Linked DNA regions of Gossypium arboreum: region 1 is linked to region 2. A link is a contact called in public Hi-C data. All regions are on one chromosome and are shown on one strand. The core of a region is the stretch at or near the end of the contact, and the rest is flanking DNA. Distances in the headings are between cores, read along the strand shown. Region 1 holds the start of LOC108486785 (two-pore potassium channel 3). Region 2 has its middle 40 kb from the start of LOC108485833.

What was found. A called contact is a pair of places that touch in the nucleus more often than the background predicts.
Region 1: a contact with region 2 is called in a Hi-C map of leaf, with 2.5 times the contacts expected there. The contact joins the promoter of LOC108486785 here to the enhancer-like site in region 2. A contact is called at or near these places in 2 of 5 Hi-C or Micro-C datasets (both in leaf).

The regions. Positions count from the first base shown.
Region 1 is chr6:23,413,952-23,420,284 of ASM2569848v2, reverse strand. LOC108486785 (two-pore potassium channel 3) reads left to right here and starts at 1,525. Exons shown (of 3, transcript XM_017791013.2): 1 at 1,525-3,032; 2 at 4,051-4,102; 3 at 4,508-5,186. The coding sequence starts at 1,855. The coding sequence ends at 4,594.
Region 2 is chr6:23,346,188-23,353,324 of ASM2569848v2, reverse strand. No RefSeq gene overlaps it. Among protein-coding and RNA genes, the nearest start is that of LOC108485833, 40 kb to the left of the region's middle. Within about 2 kb of position 3,099, at least 2 of the 2 cell types and tissues checked have an H3K27ac peak or open chromatin away from gene starts, as enhancers often do. A contact at or near this core is called in leaf, where this site is marked.

The DNA of each region.
Region 1 (6,333 bases), core at 276-2,775, 69 kb before region 2:
CCGTGGAGTTATCGATGGAGCGTACTATACAGACCAGAGACAAATGACTTGTGACTGTGGGAGATTTTAAGCACTTCGTTATTCATGCAAACATGTAATTGTGGCATCTGCCTTGGAACATATAAATGACCTACGTTGATGAATTTTACAAACTTGAAAGCGTGTGTAATGTTTGGAAATTTGAATTCCCACCTATCTCAGATGAAAGCATGTGGCTGCCTAACTCGCACGCTCCTTTCGAGTTGGTACTAGATAAGAACTCTCAGTGCAAGCCGAAAGGTTGAGCAAACTCAACTCGGATATGAGGCAATATCGATATTCAGGAGCGGGGAGACACACAGAGGTTATGTGATTATTGTAGGAACCCAAGGCATACGAAGCCAACATGTCCACACAACTCGGGAGCATCGAGGAGAAAAGCTAATTAAAACACTAACTCATATAGTGAAAACACAAACTTATTCATTTATTCATGCCATTTTTTTTTGTAAAGTGTATGTTAATATTAATTATTGAAGTAAGATATATTACAATACGCAAGTGAAAGTTTTAATTTTTTTCCGTATTGACATTCTATTCTTTCCTTTCTTAAAATATTAGGGTGAACAAATGAATAGAGAAAAACTTAAATGAAAAACTAACATAAATAATTGTAAATTTTAAACTCACAATATGATATGATACAAAACAAACCAATTTAATAAACAAGTTTTGTATATTGTAAATAAATATACATTTGGGATGTAAAATAAAGTATACAATTTGGGAAAATTAGAAAAAATTGAAAATTGGCGATTAAAAATTGAGAATGGAAGAATGAGTATTGAATATTTGGTCGAAAAGAATGAAGTTTGGAGGGACTTATATAGGAAATTTTATAGCTGTTGGAAAAATTATCGTTGAAAGGAAAACGCGTCTTACAAGACGTTTTTTCATTGATGTGGTAAAGAAAACGCATCTTGCAAGACACTTTTTTTTCTCTCTTCAAAAATAATATAAATCGATAAATTTTTAAAAAATCAAGATAGTTTGTTGATTTTTTTTCAACATATTTACATAAATCTGCCGAAGGTGGACCCTGCTTTAAATCTCATAATCGAAGACTTATATGGGGCTTGTAGAAAAAGCCGAGCCCAATCCTGGGTTGGTCATTCGAAAGCCCGAGTGACACTGAACTGGCCTTAATATATTTGGTGAACCCCAATACTTTTGACATTGGTAACGTAAAATTCTTCAAATTTTTTAATAAAAATTTTTATAAATAAGAATATTTGAGCCCACAATACATAAATATTTCAAATATCACAGAATACTTGGAACTTGATCAAAATTTGTATTCAGTGTGTTGGGTTGGCACTTGGCATGGCGGCCCAATCAAACATCCCCTGGATTGCCACCACAGCCGTTTTTCCCTCGACACTTTCTTCATTTGAATCATTGGCAGCTTCTTTTTTTGAACAACAAAAAGAAGAAAATTATATTAATAATAATACATTTAAATAAATGATTGGAGGTGGTTCAGTGAATAGCATAAGTGGTTAAAAGGAATAATTTGTATTTTTTTTTAAAATGAAAAAAAATTCCCAAAAGGCAAGAGAGTAGAAGACTTTCTCAAGTTCTCCCTCGTCCATGTTGTATGTTGTAGACACAAAACACCATCACAATTATACGCGCAATCTCTCCTCTATTTGCTCATACGGAACGGATGTACTTGAAAAACCACTCATCTTGTTCCTTTGTTCACTTGAGATTTTTTTTCTACCACTAGTTTCTTTCCTTTGTCTTTATCTCCTTCATACATCGCAATCCCAGAAATAAATCCCCCCCCCCCGAATCTTTTTGTTTCTTCAGACAATGGAAAATGATCCTTTGCTTCTGTATGCAAGTCCCCGGAAGAAACCAACGCCGCCCACACCTCTCTTTCCCCTCCCTGAACACGATGAAGTCTCTCTCCCTGTCTCTTTAACTCCATCTGAGCTTAAAGATAGACTCATCTTTGGTCCTTCTCCTCCTCCTTCTTCCTTTTCTCCCATTGATTCTTCTCCCATCTTTGATGCCTTAGCTTCATCTCTTCAATCCCCCCGACCTTCTTCTTCTTCTTCTCCTCCTCAAGACACTGTTGTAAATCTCCAAGACCCTCTTTTGCAGCCAACCCAACTTAATTCACCCACTCCAGCACCAGCTTCATGGTTAATTGACCCAGATTTCATATGGGAAAAATCCAATCTTCACAGGTCCAAAACGGCACCTGCCATGGCTGTTTTAAATGATGTCATCCGCTCTTCAATTCCCAAACCTCAACTGGGGTCTCAATCCATTGTAAGACAAGCTTTTGTGCTTTTAGTCTTGTATTTAACTTTGGGTGTTGTTATCTTTTGGTTTAATAGGCATAATTTCTTGGGTAATGAAACTCACCCGGTTGTCGATGCATTGTATTTTTGTATTGTGACAATGTGCACAATTGGATACGGTGATATTATCCCTAATAGTGTGGCAACCAAGTTGTTTTCAATATTATTTGTGTTGGTCGGATTCGGTTTTATTGATATTTTGCTTAGTGGGATGGTTAGCTATGTACTTGATTTGCAGGAGAGTTATTTGTTGAGAACTGTTGAACATGAGGGTCAAAAGAAGGACTCTGCGAGATCTTATATAATTGATGTCAAAAAGGGGAGGATGAGGATAAGAATGAAGGTGGGATTGGCATTAGGAGTTGTGGTTCTTTGTATTGGAATTGGTGTTGGTGTTATGCATTTTGTTGAGAGGCTTGGGTGGTTGGATGCTTTTTATCTTTCTGTTATGTCGGTCACTACAGTTGGCTATGGGGATAGAGCATTTAAGACATTGCCTGGTAGGATTTTTGCTGCTATTTGGTTGCTTGTTTCCACTCTGGCTGTTGCTCGAGCGTTTCTGTATTTGGCTGAGGCTAGAGTGGATAAGAGGCATAGGACAATGGCGAAGTGGGTGCTTGGACAGGACATGACTGTCTCGGAGTTTCTTGCCGCTGATATTGACAACAATGGTTTTGTGAGGTATGCTGTTTTATGAAATTTGGTTAGTACTTGAACTATGCATCTTCATCTCCTCAAGTTTCTAGTAGTTGTATGCTTTCATGCAATAATACCTGACAGGTTAATATACTAATTTCGGAACTTACTGTAGTTTCCTCCTTTTCCTTTATAGCTGTTGTAGTCTTTAGTTCACCAGTTGACATTTTAATGAAGTTTGAAGAACTCATATTGGGATTCACTGTTGATTTATTAACATGCAATTGCTTAAATTCTTAAATAAAAGATTCTCACTGCCAAGAACTTTTAATGCATCACTTTTCAAAATGGAATAGATTTTTCTTCCAAGGCCCTCTTTGTTGGGATTGCTTTATATTGTGCTATTCAAACGATGTGTCTATCTTGTGAATACAATTTCAATGCAACATCTGCTATGCGTGTAATTTGCTCCGTCTGCTAGGTTATGCATATGATCTTCTCAATTGAAATATGATAATAATCTTCACTTTCTATTACCCCTTTGCAAACATGTTGAAAACACCACAAAAATGTGCCTGAATGGTAACTTTCCTTTTTGAAACTAAGGCATAAAAACCAGAAAAAAAAACCAATCCCAGAAAATTGGGATTAAGTACCGTATTTGAGTTATATTTAATATGCATCCCTATGTTTCTCTGACTTTCCATTTTTCTTTTTGAGTACCTTTGTTCAATGCCTATACCTGAGATATCTTCGAACATGAGTGTGGGGATATGCCCAAATACATGGGAAGATTTTGAAATAACAAAAGTGAACACACCTGTGTCTGACACTCACCCAAGTCCTAGTAACATAGCTATAATGTTTGAAGCTTTGATTAGACTACAGAACTGTATCTTTATATATGAGGGACTTTGATATACTTTATTGAGGACAAACTAAAACAATTAAATTATACTGCTTCTCAGTCATACTGCTAATTTTTGGGTTCAGTGTGGTTTATCTGTGTCTTATGGACTACATTTTATGAATTACCTCAGATGTATGGTGTACATGGGTGTAGGTTATTATTATCAAGTGCAGTGCATAGTTGCTTCTGGATGCTTCTAATAGGGGTACTTTCCCTCTTTTACCCATTACTTGTAATTGATTCAGTGTTTCATTAAGGTGTTTCCAGTTGTAAGCTCATAATTCTTCTGATTCTCTATCTGGTTCTTTTCTGCTTTACCGACTTGAGTGCAACATCCTAGAAGGCTTTGATAATGTCACGATGATTGAAGTCCTTAAGGAGTTACATCATTTGACTAGATTTTTTTCGAACTGGATACTCTATATTGTTTTGTTCTGTCTTGTTGCATTATCCTCAAAACATTCTATTACTTAAAATGGTCTTGGTATTTTGTATGCTGATATCTGTCTTGGCCTAAATTTCCTAATCTTTCTCAAATTCCATTTTTATTCTCAATGTTGTTGCTTTCTGTTCATTTCCCATTGAATTTAATGTCGGTTTATATGTCCAGCAAATCCGAGTTTGTGATATACAAGCTCAAGGAGATGGGGAAGGTATCAGAAAAAGACATCATGCAGATCAGCGAGAAGTTCGATAGGCTAGATGCTGGCAACTGTGGGAAGATAACTCTTGCTGATCTTATGGAGCATCATCATTAATCTGCAAGAAACCTTGCTTATAATCATCGTTATGATACGGCGAAGGTGGCAAGGACGGTCATGGATGACATTGAATCATCAACTGCAGAAATGGCAGTGGTTAGAAATCAAGGCAAGCAACAATGACGGTTTATTCGAATCTTCATGCATGTTGACTTGGTCCTCTTGCTCATCCCATAATGTCTTATTCCATAGATGAGCCGTCTACCTTCCCGGTGTAGTTCTTTCTTTTGGTTTTAGGGTTAGAAACTCGGCACGACAATCCTGGGATGCATCATTCACCAACTTGACTAGTGGATAAAACCCTTTTGTTGGTCGGACTAAGTCGGGCTTGTTGAGTGGTGGGCCTATGTTTCCTTAGCGGAATACATGTGTATAATATGGGCATGTTTAGTTTAGGTGGTTGGATAAGCACCTTAGGAGTATGTCCGAATATATGTTCTATTTAGGTGGTTGGTTGGATTGGATGAGTTGCCTATGTAAAAGTATATGTTGATGCCAGTTTTTTATGAAAATGAATTTTGTACAAAAGAGATTTGTGGATGTAGACAAATTGCGTTTATTCTTACCCGTATCTTAGTCACCTCCGCGTTTTTATCTTCTGTTTTGGTGAAATCTAGTGTTGTTTGAATCGAATCGGTTGATCGGTTGGATTGAGAATTTGTTGGAGTATCGATCTAGAGAGTGGTTTTGAACTGATTAGATAAGGAATCAGTATGAGTTGATTACAAAATTGGTTGAAATGAAATTTTTGATAATTTTTTAATCGGATCAATTGAACCAGTGAATTGATTACTTGATTGATTTGACCACCAATCTTGTTTAATAAACATTGGTGAAAGGCCAAACAAAAATAACAACAGGGAAGGTTTTTCTCTCTTTATTATTCTTTGTATGAAACTGGAATGAAATTTCTTGAAATTTTTGAACAGGTGGGAACTAGATAAATTGTAAAAGTGGAAAAACATCGTTGTGTTTGTCGGTATATAATTGCAAATTGCCATGCACATCTAATTTGTAGATAGATTAATTTGAATTTAACATGTAAACTATTCTTTTACAAATTAAAATATGAAGAATTTAATGAAGGAATTTTCTTTGGCATGAATCTCTCTCAGGCAAGCATTGGTGAGGCACTGGGGGGCAGTCCAAACCTCGAGATTGATGGGTGGTTGGGCATCTGAAAAGGTGCCATTATGGAAGGATGATTTGCCCGACGAAGGTGTTATGTAGAGGTGATGATAGGTCTTAATAAAATTTTAAATTTATTTTTTAGGTTTGGGTTCGGTTTTAAATATGGATTTAAAAATTTATTTAAGTTCGGCCTAAAATATGATGGTTAAGCTCAAGTTCGACTCGACCTGATCTGTATTAATTTTTTTAGATTATTTTATTAAATAAATAATTTTAAAATATAATATATCAAATACACTTAAATACATAAAAATAAATCCTAAAACAACAATTCTTACCCGAGAAAGAATACAACGGTGTGGTGGGCTTGCAGGTTTGATATTGATATTTGTGTTTTACACATATGCGGATAGATAATGCCTAGTTTGTGATATCAAATTTTTATATATATTCCCTTTCATCATTTCCCTATTGATACCAAAAGATTTGATGAAGACCACATATGGACACATAATAAATAAAAAAATATAAGAAAGGAAAAAGT
Region 2 (7,137 bases), core at 1,850-4,349:
AGTTAAACGAGAAAAGTATAACCATGTTGTGCGTGGTATAGGTATCTATTTGAAATGTATGAGATGTGAGCTCAAAATATGCTATTTGAATTGTATTGGATAGTGATGAGTAAGTTGTGCTTATGCCTACTTTTGTTTTATGAGCATGATGATGAATGGTAAAGTTATTGTTATATTTATTTGCATGCAACTTACTAAGCCTTATGCTTGCTCCCTCTCCTTTCCATTTTCTTATAGTGCGGCCAAATTAGCTTGAGGATCATCGGACGTCGGAGGCAACTATCACACTATCATCCATAGCACTTGGTATAGTTAGATCTTTTATTTTGATTATGACATGTATAGGACCTTGACTTTTGAGTTTTATGCTATTGTTAATTGGCCAAATGTATTGGCTTAATCTAATATTTGTTTCATTTTGTATAAGGCCATGGAAAATGGCTAATAATGAAAATTATTATGTGAATGCAAGCTAGTCTTTCATAAATGTAAATTTGTTGGCATGGTTGAATATATGTAATGTATATAGGTCTTAACTATGGTTGTTTGGTCGAGAAATCATATTAAATTAACCTTTGATATGTTGGTTGATGTTAGATTATGTTTCAGGGTGGCAAAGGCTTGGTAGATAGCCTTATTTTATCCACACGAATAGACACACGGGCTTGTGTCTAGGTCGTGTGTAACACACGGTCAGCCCCATGGGCGTGTTGCTTGGTCGTGTGTCCCCTACACATAAAATTTGCAGGTCAGTATGCATGGTAGTAAACACATGGGCAGAGACACGGCCGTGTGTCTTAGCCGTGTGGAGGACACAGCCTCTGGCCACGGGCGTGTGCCTAGGCCGTGTATGACACACGGTCAGCCCTATGGGTGTGTTGCTTGGCTGTATGTCCCCTGCACGTAAAATTTGCAAGTCAGTATGCGTGGTAGTAAACACATGGACAGGGACACGACCGTGTGTCTCAGTAGTGTGGAGGACACGGCCTCTGGCCACGGGCGTGTGCCTTAGCCGTGTACCCCTTATTAGATGCTGACGACTGCAACAGAATGTCAAGGTTTTTAGACACGAGCTAGGACATGGGCGTGTCATGGCCGTGTGAGGGACACGGGCTATAAACACGGCGTGTGTCAAGCCGTGTGAAAACCCTGTAGGTTCAAATTTAGAATTTAATTCACATGGGCTCAGGGCACGGGCGTGTCCCCTTGTGCTTAGGCCGTGTGAACCACATGGGCCATTAGCACGGCCATGTCATAATAGCCACACGGGCGTGTTGCCCTTCCACACGGGCGTGTACCCTGTTTCAAGGGTCATCTGTATTAAGTCGGTTTAAGGACCCGAGTTGATTGCGAACGGCTTCTAATGAATGTTTGAAACATCGTAGGCCCATATTAAGGAGTTTAAACAAAGTTCGAAAAAGTTTTAAATTTGATCAAGTCTTGATGACTCGGAAATGTTTGAATGCATGTGTTTAAGTTTAGTAATGCCTTGTATTCTGTCCTGGCATAGGGCACGAGTGTGGAGTATTACAAATTTACCTTTCCATAGCCATTTAACCCATTTAACTAATAGATACCAACTTTTGCAACCTTTACGATTTAGTCTTTTTTACATAATTAACCATTTAAACTTTAAAATTTCTTAACGAAACTTTAATACGACCTTAAGATAATCCCTCAGGCATTAAATAAATATTAAAAAAAACTCATTAGTTGGAATTGTGGTCCCGAAACCACTGTTTTTGACACCAATGAAATTGGGCTGTTACAAGGTAGAATTTCCTTTCAGAACCCGAATGCAAATGAATTGGAGATTACTACGGATAATCTTAACATATATTAAGTCCAATCTGACCCAAATACCTCTCGAAAAATTGATAGCTTTTACCCGGTGAAAATAATGAAAACCAAAGCTAGCTATAATCTTTTTTACTTTAAAGCCATTAACCTTCGTCTCCAATAAGTTAACAATATCAAGCTTATGTTTTCTACTGTACACAAGGAAAATGTGAGAAAATTTCAAACTAGCACATCCTTGACAATTCTAGGAGAAAACTATCAAATCCATAAAAAATAAAAATAGGATTGATACCAACCTTACTGCTTGGAGTTCCCCGACCCTGATGTATGATTTCCTTTGAAAGCCTCTAGCCCTTTGTCCATTTCGGCTCGAACCGCCTTTATCACCTGAACCCTAAGTTTTGAAAAAAGAAAAATTTTTCCCACTCTCTTTTGTTATATCATCCCCCAAAGCTTCTCCATTATTTGGATTAGCATTTTCCTTGAAGACAACAACTGAGTGTTTTCCTAGGTCAAGTTTAGAATTATATGAGACCACCATCTTCCCCTCCTATTCTTCAAAGGTTGGATTAAAGTGTGTAGTGGTATTAAGGGATTCATTAGAAAAATTAGAACAATTAAAGAGGGCCTTTAATAAATTACCCAGCTGCCCATTAACGTCTAAATTTGCCACGTCCATGCCTGATTCATTTTGTTGCTCTTTTGGGTCAGAAATAATCACGACCCACCCCGAAATTTTTTTTAACTGAACTAATCCCACCAATACCAGGTCCCTACCCAACAATCAACAAAAAACCAATCTTAGCCTGCCGAATTGCTATGTCTAAAGTAGTGCTCCCAACGGTCCTCAAGCCCAAGTCTTAATCTCCCCCTTACTTTCCCCAAATTCAATATTCTCCATTGCCAAAAGCCCATTTTCCATATTAACTAAATGGCCTGCACTGTTTTTATATGGGCCAAGTCCACCACCAACCTGATGCTGGTCCAACATTGTTATTCATTCCCTACAAGACCCACCAAGCCTTGGTCCATTTACTAACAGGCTCTGACCCACCCCACTTCTTGGCTCTTTCACAGATCCAACACCTCCATTATTTAAAATAGAGGCTCCTTTCCCCAAGGTTTTTGAAACAGATTTATTAAATCACCTGATTTTAGCTCCAGATTTACCCGACATTGCCTCATTTACAGCACCATTATCTTTCTCCAGAGTTTCTAAATCATTTAGGGCCAGAAATCTCGATCCTGAACTTACTTTTTTTGAAACCCCTTCCCTTTGATTCCGCATTTTTTTCTGCCCCCGCCCATTTCTCCGCTCCACCACCATCCAAGGCTCGTACGTCGCCTCCTCATTACAGTTAACCGGCTCAGACGATCCCAAAGTCCCACTGGTTTTTTCCTTCACATTATTCGACTTCCCCACCGGTGCTGGGCACATCTCTTTCAAGTGTCCGTAATTGCCACACGAAAATCAAATGGTCGACAAAGTTTCATATTCTACCTGCTGTTATTCTCCTCTCACCCATATTCGAGACACCAATGGTCTATCAAGATTTACGAAAAACAACCATTCTAGCAAAACAAGGTCTGATTTTGCTATCTACGTTGAAATCAAGCTGGGCTACCTTGCCCACCAAACCGCCAACTGCTTCCCGAATTCTCCTTTTATACATAAATTCTGGAAGACCCGGTAATCTGATCCATGCCAGAACCACACTCGGGCAAGGTTTTTTGGAGTCGAAATATTTGGTCCATGGCTGCACAGTAAGGTATTGATCATAAATAATCCATGGTCCTTATGAAAGGAATTTGGTAAAATCTTCCATACACTGGAATTTTTCCAAAAAATACCCGTATTCAATGTCCATTAGGTGAATTGGTTTTGATGGTCGCCAAAGGCTACTGATCCGATTATGAAGGGTTGTGTATCCAATATTTCGCCTAGTAACTTTAGCGCAACCGTTGTCACCATTTCTTTAAAAAAGGATCTTTTGGATACGATGTGAGAATTCTATAGTTGGGATTCCATTGACCATAGTTTTATAACATCTTCTTCTAGAAACTCGATATCTTCAACACTATCACCTTTTGTACGTCTATTAACCTCCTCATGGTTAGAAAACCTTGTTCCAATCAACTTATGTTTCTAGGATACCTTTGGCCTCGGTTCCAAGTCCACGAACATATCAACATCCTCATCACCTTCACCATCTTTAAGTCTAACTTTTTTCGTTTCCTAATCAAGAGACGATCGAGTTTCAGAAACCCTTTCTTCACTAAAAGGAAAGACCATTGTATTTTAGACAAGCCTAATATTTTTTTAAACATATAAGCTTAATATATAAATCCACTTAAAACCCAAAACAAAACTCATTTCTTCTAAATTCTATAATTAAATAAAAAATAAAAATAAATTCTAAATTTAATTTCAACAATCTGTCACGAGTTCATTGCTTATTTATTATTGTTGTTAAAATTTCAAGAGTTCAAATGTTTATCTCTCTTTTACTTATTATGTATTGTGTTCTATTATTATTATTGTTAAAACTTTTAAAACTTTTATTATTTTTTCTCTCATTATACATTAAAATTGTAAATTACAAATAATTTAATATTTGACTATAATCGAGAAAATTGGGAATGATTAAATCAATGTTTAATTAGATTTTTAATAAGCATAAATATATTAATTGATATTTTATGTATAATTGAAAAAAATAAAATTATCTAATAGTGTTTAAGAAACACAAAACAAAGATAGTTTTATTTAATTAAAATTGAAAATTCCAAATCCAAAGGCAATTTTGTCTAAATAAAGTCTAAAAGCTTAAAAACAATATGAAAATCCAAAATCCGAACTGACTTAGTACGTTCTGATTAACTAGTTTCTTATATTCATCGGTTCGATTTTTATTTGAAAAATAAAAAATTGAATACCTTGATCTAGTTAAAAAAATTGAACCGATCAATCTCACTTTTACCATTTATAATGTTCTTATGGTAATTTAAAGAAATATCCAGTAAATAAAAAGAATTTTTTTAGTCAAAATCAAGGTATCCATCATCGTGGGTGCTCTCCAAATAGATAAGTAGTTAACCCTAAAATGTGCTTCATTCTATGGGTAAGAATTGAATCCCTAATCTCATGATTAAGAGATGAGATGAGATGAGTATTTTGATTTATATTTCTTGCAATCATATATTAACCTTGAGAATTTGTTAAATCATTTTAATGTAAAATTAATTAGTTACCATTATTTTGAAAGTTCTAATGTAAAAGAAATTGATTAAAATATAAAGGAAGAAAATTTATCCCAAAGTTAATATATACATATAATTAAATTAAAATTTAAATATTTAACATGTGTTCACATAAGAATTATTTTTCAAAAAGTTAGAGAGCGACAAAAATAAAAAATGATTACTAGTAGTAGTTTTTTCTTTTCAAAAAAAAAAAATTACTGCCAATGAGGCTTTAACTTAATAGCAAGTTTAAGACGTGAGAACTTTAAGATCTTAAGTTTGAGCCTCACTTTTTCATTTTGTGAAACCATATGAGTTCATATTTATTGTCACTATATATGGGTCTTGTATATATTTATTATTATCTAGATTTGAATATAGTTTGGTTATCATTCTAGTAGTGTTGATTTTTTGTTATAGTTGGTCGGATGTATTCCTTGTAATTCTAATTTTGATTGTACTCATAACTTCAATTAAATTATTTTTTATAATTAATTAGATTTTTATTATTTTTAATTGAATATAAAATTAAAAAATAACAAAAATAAATAGAATGATAATTAATTATTGAAGGGTAAAGTTGTCAATGTATTTTTTATCAAACCTTAGGTGATTTGAATACTTCTCAATTATTATTAATTTCGGTTCATCAGTTAATTCAATTAATTAACTATTTTTGAATCAAATAAATTAATAATTAAAATTTTAAAATATTTAATAGATTTATAATTAAATTAATTAATTTAAATTTTATAAGTAAAAAAAATCATTATGAGTTTGAAGCATAGTTTTTTTTTTTTCGTGGTTTGTGGGTAGAGTATGGGCACATGTGAGTGGCCTGCAATGGGTGTGTGGAACTGATTTTATGAGGCAAAGTGTTGAATTTGGTATTTATTCCATCCAAAAATGGCTTCCAAATTACCTAAAATGTTACAGTTTTGATTGCAAAGCCAATCATTTGAGCAATCCAATCACGTGACCTTAATATAACCAAAGATATGCTGGTCAAACCTTTAAAAATGAAGAAAAAATAAATAAATTTACCCACAAGTGCAAAGAACAAGTTCATCTTTACCTCTCACTAGGAATTGTAAGTTCATCTTTGCCTGGATGGTGTCTCTTTCCAACAAGCTCTCGTAACCGGCGGAAAGCTCGAGCTATTTCACTGTAACAGACATACTTACTTTTTCTGTTTTTGGGATGCCACGCATCACCACGAGGAGCAAACACCGCCCGAGTTTGCCACCTAAGGATTGGTCCCTCACCAGGTGGATCATCCAAGTTCTTTTTTAGGTCCGGTACAGCCATCTCATCAAATTTTGGTGGGACCTCAGCTTCCATCATCTTTCCGTATTCCATTACCATCTGATCCTCGAATTCCTTAAATTGCTCATAAGCTTCTTCAACTTCAAGCTTGCCTCATTCACACATATTGCCTAGCTCATTAAACCTGTTGGAGTTTGAGAGTACTTTAACCGGGTAAAGTAAGAGTTGCAAAGCGAGCACCAAAGACAACGTAATATACCCGGTAAAGAATGAAGGAAAAATTCTTCAAGTTCAAGCTTTAAGAGCGAAATTGGAAGGAAAACAAGAACGAACTAAAGCAAAGAAAGAAGGAGCATGAAGAATAGTTGAGAGTATTGATGAAAAAGAATTGTATTTTTTCATACATCCATCATAAATGATTGCCATTATATATATCAAAATAAAAAAAACTTACAAGTCAAATTTCTACCTAAACATACACCTACTTCCACTAAGCTTTCCAACTAACAAAAACTTAACTTGTACATTAACACAAAGTGGTTAATGACTCCATCAACATCAAATTACATCAATCAAAAAGCTTATAGCAAACTAGACTTCAAAATGAACAAAATATTAGTTCAAATCTAACAGCAACACAAAACCAAGGTTGCTGCATGCTTGTCACGAGCTTGCATGGCCAACTTCCAGCTACATTTGCTTCATACCAGCTACATGGAGATCAGCTTCAACACTCCTCCTTGAGCTCCATGCTGCAAACTCCCATGAGCTTCCTTAACTTGTTGAATCTCGACACACCAAGACCCTTGGTCAAGATATCAGCAATTT